2 separate regions of the Rattus norvegicus genome follow, and region 2 is linked to region 1. Evidence: chromatin contacts called from public Hi-C data. All regions are on one chromosome and are shown on one strand. Each heading gives the region's core, a stretch centred on a gene start, on an enhancer-like site or on the middle of the called end of the contact. The rest is flanking DNA. Distances are from core to core; before and after follow the strand shown. Region 1 has its middle 130 kb from the start of Mir1. Region 2 holds the start of Gata6 (GATA binding protein 6).

Region 1 (3,222 bases), core at 301-2,800:
ATGTGGGACATGGACACTTTAAGTGTTGAGAAATATTACTGGCCTGGTGAGGTGGCTTCACGGGCAAAAGCACAAGTCTATGGACACCTGAGTCCAATCTCAGGGGCCTATGTTGAAGAGAAGAGGCACTGGGGGTGGGGGAATGTGTGCATATCTTTAATTCCATCACTCAGGAGGCAGAAACAGCCAGATCTCAATGAGATCAAGGCTAACAAGGATACATAGTGGTACCCTATCTCAAGTCCCTCCCTCCAAAAGGAGAGGACTGAGTCTCCAAAGCTGTCCTCCTAACCTCCACATGCATATAACTGCACACATACATTCACATACACACATTTGCACACACACAATGCACACACACTCACTCACATACACACACATACATAATCACACACACTCTCACAATTCACTAACATGAACTCACACACATTCACTCAGACACAAACTCACACACACATACAGTCACATGCACACTCACACACACTATTTGAGATGTGTTGTTGGCACAATCCTGCAATCCCAGCACTTGGGTGATGGGTTCCAGGCCAGCCTCAGCTACATAGTAAATTCAAAGTGATCCCAGACAGTTTAAGATCTCATCTTTAAAAAACAAACAAACAAACAAACAAAACCCCCCAAAAACAAAAACCCAAAAAGTTCCCCACCACTATCACAGCAATAATCTCTTACACAAACAAAATTCTGATTCATGTCCATAACAGACTTGTTACGACAGCTGAAAGGAGAAACAATGTAAACGTTCACAGACAGAGAACAGATCTGAAAGCTTATGTCCTCAGTAGGCTACATTCAGCCTGAAAAGGGGACAGAATTCTCATAAAGCATGCATGGGTGGTTCTGAAAACTGCTTTTGCTAAATGAAACAATCGTGCAGATGATAGCTGCTGCGTGATCTTCTGTAAGACTGGTTGCATGCCCCCAAAGAGACAGAAGGCAGGATTGTGCTTGTCAGGAGCTGGAGGACATGGGTAGGGATTGTTAGGGTTTCAGTTGGAGAGGGAGAATGTTCCAGAGGAGTGTGGTGGGGATGGCTGCACCACCTTGTGAAAGTGTCATGGAAAGTAGTCAATGTGATTAAAAAGGCAAATTGTTTGCTTCACATCTTACCTCCACAAGCAAGGGCACATGTTTATGGCTGTACTGCACCAGCGAAAGCATTTTCTCTTTCCATTTCAAATTTAAAAAGCACCAAGACCTCATCATCAAAATGAGTTCCATTTCCCCTCACCTCTAGCTGGCCACTGAGCCTTCCGGGCTTTGGTCTAATGCACAGGAACTGAAGTCAGTACAGATGGATTTAATTTCCCCTGGCCTGTGACTGTAGAAGCCAGGCTGATGCCACATGCTGGTGAACAGGGCGGACTAGGAATGGGGTCCTCGGGGTGGGCACAAGAAAGACCTGTAAGGTCAAAAGAAGAAACAATTTATAGGACTGAACCATTTTTGCTTTATTTTGGCAGGGCCTCATGTAGGCCAGTGTGGCCATGGCCTCAAACTTGGCACATAACTGCGGATGACCTTGAACTCCTGATCCTCCGGCCACCATCTCCCAAGTGCAGTGACTGTAGGGATGTGCCACCATGCCCTGTGTGACTGACACTCTGGGAAAGGAAAGTTGACATGCTTTCACATTTGGGTGGAGGACTCTCTGTGGGTAGAGTCCTGGGTGTCACTGCGGAAGAGGTTGGTTGGTGGTCCTGGAACTGATGGGCAGAGGACTCTCTCAGGAGAGTCCTATTTACCTCATTTTGAATTTAAATGTATTTTCTTTAAGCCCCCAGCCTTCTGTTTCCTATATATGAATAGGAAAATTTGCACCTGCACTTGTTTTTCCTCCCACATGACTCAGAAATCTCTAGAAAGTCAGTGTTTCCCAGTGGCCAGGGCAGAGTTCTCTCTCTGGTTGCCAAGTCACTTGGGTAGAACTCTAGACCTGCTGTTTTCTCCCCTGAAGCAATGCTACACAGATCTGGGAGCCGAGGGCTGCTGGCAGACTCTGTGGAAAGCTCAGGGAAGTACCTGGCTCAGGCCCCAGGATGGGCTGCTGCTGGGGCCAGGGGACAAGAGTGGGGAAGACCCAGGCAGAGGTGGGCCGCCTCCAGCCAGCCTCAGCTCACTGGGCTCTTGGTGTCTGACAGGGCGTAGCAGGAGAGCTGTTCGCTGGACTTCCAAAGGCTGAATCCAGCTAGTCCCGATTTCTGGCCCTTGAAAATGAGGTTGTTTAAAAAGTGTTTCCTGAGCAGCCAGCGAGGTGGCTCAGTCATGTGGCTTTAGCACTTGGTAGGCTGAAGCATGAAAGGTGCCGTGAGCTACAGATCAGCTCAGAACTCATAGCTAGTTTCAGCCCAACCAGAGCTACAGCAGGACTCTCGAAAGTAAAGGAACAGATAAATAAATAAAAATAAAATTGTTTGATATTATTTTCTGAAAGAGAAATTTATAAGACGTATGGCTGAACAACACAGCTCGGCACAGGCTACACAAACACGTGTGTAAGTAGATTGTCATATACTTACACGTGTGCACATGCACAGGGCTTTCTGACATTGCCAGTGGCACCCACTTTGATACATTGGTGGCGGATATATTTGTGTGCAGCCCCTTTGCTGCTGTGGCAATTCGATAGTAATTTCTCTCTTTGGATTCATATTTCCCAGTGTTTGGTTTCCAGCTGACAGTTTTCCTTGTAGCATTTGCTCGCATGTCTTCAGCCTGAGGACAAGCCAAGGAGAAAACCCTACTCTCCTGCCCCCTTGGTCAAGGACATCAAGGTGCATTTATATGCTCAGCAGGAGGCTTGCCTGAAGCTTGAGGCCAACCTGAGCCATGGGAGACTGTCTCAACAAAGCAAAAGTCTAAGAAGAAACTGGTGAACTTGTTAGCATTTTTAGCCAACACCGCACAAAATATATTGAACAAAGTTGCTCTGTTGCAGTGAACTCTTGATTCCTTTCCTACTGTGCTGATCAATATTGCCACACGCCTAGAACCTTCACAATCACCTCTTCCTGTAACTTACCTGCTCTGGGAGGCAGGTCACCTTACAACACTTTCACATTTTGAGTTGATAAAAACAAAGATTTACTACTTGTATAGCTAGTGAGAAGACTGGTTATAAAAAGAAAACCAACCAGAGTCAAGAGACGAGAGGCAGGTGAAATTAACGTAAACGTTATGTTTAATTTAACCTCTGCTACGTAA
Region 2 (3,222 bases), core at 452-2,951, 170 kb after region 1:
CAGTGTTTTTCATTCATGATGGTCCCCAGCACCTCATAGATTCAACCTTTCCGTACACCACAACCAAAAGGTTAGCTGGGGTATGTCGTCTCGAACTCTACAAAACGTCCCAGGAATTTATTCTGTAATTTTAAGAGCGGGGCGAGGTAGGGAGTACAAAGGGACACCTTTCCCAGATCGTAGCCTAGATCCCAAACGACCCTCAGGACCTGAGCGTCCCGAAATAGGGTGGGGAAAGTTTAAGGTCGGTTACAAGCAACTGAGCGCCAGGGGGTGGGGGGGCGTTTAATTTGGAAGGAGGAGCTAGGAGGGCCAGTTGGGCATTTACTCTCAGCCCCCCCCCCCACCGCTGACTTTGGGGGCGCCCTGACCTAGGAGGTGGCGTGCCCTTCCCTTTGCGGCGGCGGTCAGTGCGGGTCTATGAAGATCCAGCTTCTCCCAAGCCAAGTTTTCCTCCCCCTTCTGCCCCGGGTGTGACTCGTGTGTGTGTGTGTGTGTGTGTGTGTGTGTGTGTGTGTGTGTGTGTGTGTGTGTGCGCGCGCGCGCGCGCGCGCTTGTGTGCGTGTGTGTAACTGGGGACCCGAGGATGTGTTCCAGCGCTGGATGAATATGGGTCGCTGGCCAGGTCAGGCATGCTGCTGCCCCTTCCCTAGCTGGGCGCCCCCGGGGCGGACTCGCCCTGACTCTGAGGACAGGGCTAGGAGCTCAGCCCACGCCCGCAGGCTGCCTAGCTCTTATTGTCCGCTAGGGCAGCACTCCCCTCCCCCTGCCCGTCCCCTCCCCACCCGCTTTTTTCTCCTCCCCTGGATCCCTCCTCCTTCTCTTCACCTCCGCACCCAGCAGCTTGTAGAGAGCAGTTCCGACCCACAGCCTGGCACCCTTCGGCGAGCGCTGTTTGTTTAGGGCTCGGTGAGTCCAATCAGGAGCGCAGGCTGCAGTTTTCCGGCAGAGCAGTAAGAGGCGCCTCCTCTCTCCCTTTTATTCACCAGCAGCGACTAGCAGACCCTGGACTCTCGGTCTCCCGCCGGCGCCCTCCGACTCTCTCCGCGTCCCGGAGCACCCTCGGCCGCGGCCGTTCTTCACACACGTCGTTCGCCCGAGGTTCGGCTGCTTCCTTCTTTGTTTACTCCTTCCTCTCCCTTCCAACTCTACGGGCCTCCAGCTCTGTGGCCTTTCCTGGGCTGTGATCGGTTCCGAGGGTGTCCCCTCCTTCGCTCTAGAGGATTGCAGGGACTCCGAGGTTCCTGGGATACTCCGGACCAGCCTCCCCCCTCCGTCCCCCCCTTCCGTGCTTATCTGCCCGCAGCTTATCTCTGAGTTATCACAGCGCCAAGGGGCGGGAGCCTGTAGTCCAGTGGGCAGAGAAACTTCTTTCTTGCTACCTTGCCCGGGTCTGTGTGTTAATTTTAGTGTGGTTATCTCCGATGAGCCTAAGCGATTTGGAAAAGCAGCCCAGTGGAGGCCTGCCTGGCTCCCCACCCCCTCCAAGTCTCCCTGTCATTCTTCCTGCTCTCCCCTTTGGGGTGGCCTCGGCTCTGGGGCGGTCTCACTCCCCTCCCCTCTTGCGTTTCCCCCTCCTTTTCTCTGTGCTCTGCTCCACCCTACTATGTCCAATTCCTGCACGATCTGGCCTTTTCCCCGCTGGGGTTGACCATGGGGGTGGCCCGGGGGGGTGGCCCGGCTGGCCTGAGTGAGCGCGCTGGTGGTTGTGAGGCGGTCTGTGTTTAAGGTGTACCGTTGGCCTGGACGTGGTTGGACGTGAGGTTTTGCCGAGTGGGTTTCCAGCACTGTTTCCTAGGTCCTTACGACTTTCCTGGCATCCCACTTTCTCTGGGCTGGGTAACTTTTTCTGGAGCTCGCGTTGGATCTGGTCAGCAGGTCCGGGAAGCTCCGAGAAAAAGCGGCGGTTTCGTTTTCGGGGACAGGTTGTCTTTTCTAGCTATTTTTACACGCGGAACTCTCTCAGTGAGGCATCCCAAGAAAGGGGCGCCTACAAGGAGGCAGGGTGAGACAGCCTTGACACACATTAAATTCTTTCGTATCATCGGCTCAGAGTTAGCCAATCTGAGACAGAAGGAAAATCCCGGCCGGCTTCGAGGTCACTCTTGGGTTCTGGCGCGCTTTGCAGAGAGGATGGATGCTATGGAGGGGTGGGATAGGAGGGCTCGGGGACACGTGTCCTGGGTGACGGAGAGGCACCCTAGTTGTCCAGAATACCTTGGCTGCTGCACAAATTTCAATTACTGTTTTCTAACCCATCAAACACGGGGCAGAAGTAGGATGTTTAAGGAATGCCCTAAACTAGGAGAGGGTTGGGTGAGGGAGTGAAGCATGTTTGTAGACAGTAAGTAAGTCCACTTTTTCTGTCTTCCCGTCTTGTTCCTCAATCCCACCCTAGGAACCAAAAGTCAGGTTGGAGCAGCGCCGGACAGTGGATGGCCTTGACTGACGGCGGCTGGTGCCTGCCGAAGCGTTTCGGGGCTGCTGCTGCGGACGCCGGCGACTCTGGGCCCTTTCCAGCGCGGGAGCCCTCCTCGCCGCTCTCCCCCATCTCGTCCTCTTCCTCCTCCTGCTCCCGGGGTGGGGATCGTGGTCCCTGCGGCGCCAGCAACTGCAGGACGCCGCAGCTCGACACTGAGGCGGTGGCGGGACCTCCGGGCCGCTCGCTCTTGCTCAGCCCCTACACTTCCCATCCCTTCGCCGCTGCTCACGGAGCCGCGGCGCCCGGGGTCGCTGGCCCCGGGAGCGCCCTGTCGACTTGGGAGGACCTGTTGCTCTTCACTGACCTCGATCAGGCCGCGACCGCCAGCAAGCTGCTGTGGTCCAGCCGGGGCGCCAAGCTGAGTCCCTTCGCGGCCGAGCAGCCGGAGGAAATGTACCAGACGCTCGCCGCTCTGTCCAGCCAGGGGCCCGCCGCTTACGACGGCGCGCCCGGCGGCTTCGTACACTCCGCAGCTGCGGCGGCCGCGGCGGCCGCGGCAGCCAGCTCTCCGGTCTACGTGCCCACCACACGCGTGGGCTCCATGCTGCCCGGCCTGCCTTACCTGCAGGGGGCGGGCAGCGGGCCCAGCAATCACGCGGGCGGCGCGGGCGCCCACCCGGGCTGGCCCCAGGCCTCCGCCGACAGCCCCCCGTATGGCGGGGGTGGTGCAGCGGGCGGCGGCGCGGCCGGACCCGGAGGTGCGGGATCAGCCACAGCCCACGCCTCTGCACGCTTCCCCT

What was found. Hi-C and Micro-C count contacts between places; a contact is called where the count stands out from the background.
Region 2: a contact with region 1 is called in a Hi-C map of liver, with 2.5 times the contacts expected there. The contact joins the promoter of Gata6 here to the enhancer-like site in region 1. A contact is called at or near these places in 2 of 12 Hi-C or Micro-C datasets (kidney and liver).

What each region holds. Positions count from the first base shown.
Region 1 is chr18:2,285,696-2,288,917 of GRCr8, forward strand. No RefSeq gene overlaps it. Among named protein-coding and RNA genes, the nearest start is that of Mir1, 130 kb to the left of the region's middle. Within about 2 kb of position 1,551, at least 1 of the 93 cell types and tissues checked has an H3K27ac peak or open chromatin away from gene starts, as enhancers often do. A contact at or near this core is called in liver, where this site is marked.
Region 2 is chr18:2,459,208-2,462,429 of GRCr8, forward strand. Gata6 (GATA binding protein 6) reads left to right here and starts at 1,702. Exons shown (of 7, transcript NM_019185.2): 1 at 1,702-1,798; 2 at 2,399-3,222. The coding sequence starts at 2,436. LOC100909782 (a long non-coding RNA gene) reads right to left here and starts at 970. Exons shown (of 4, transcript XR_010059773.1): 1 at 829-970.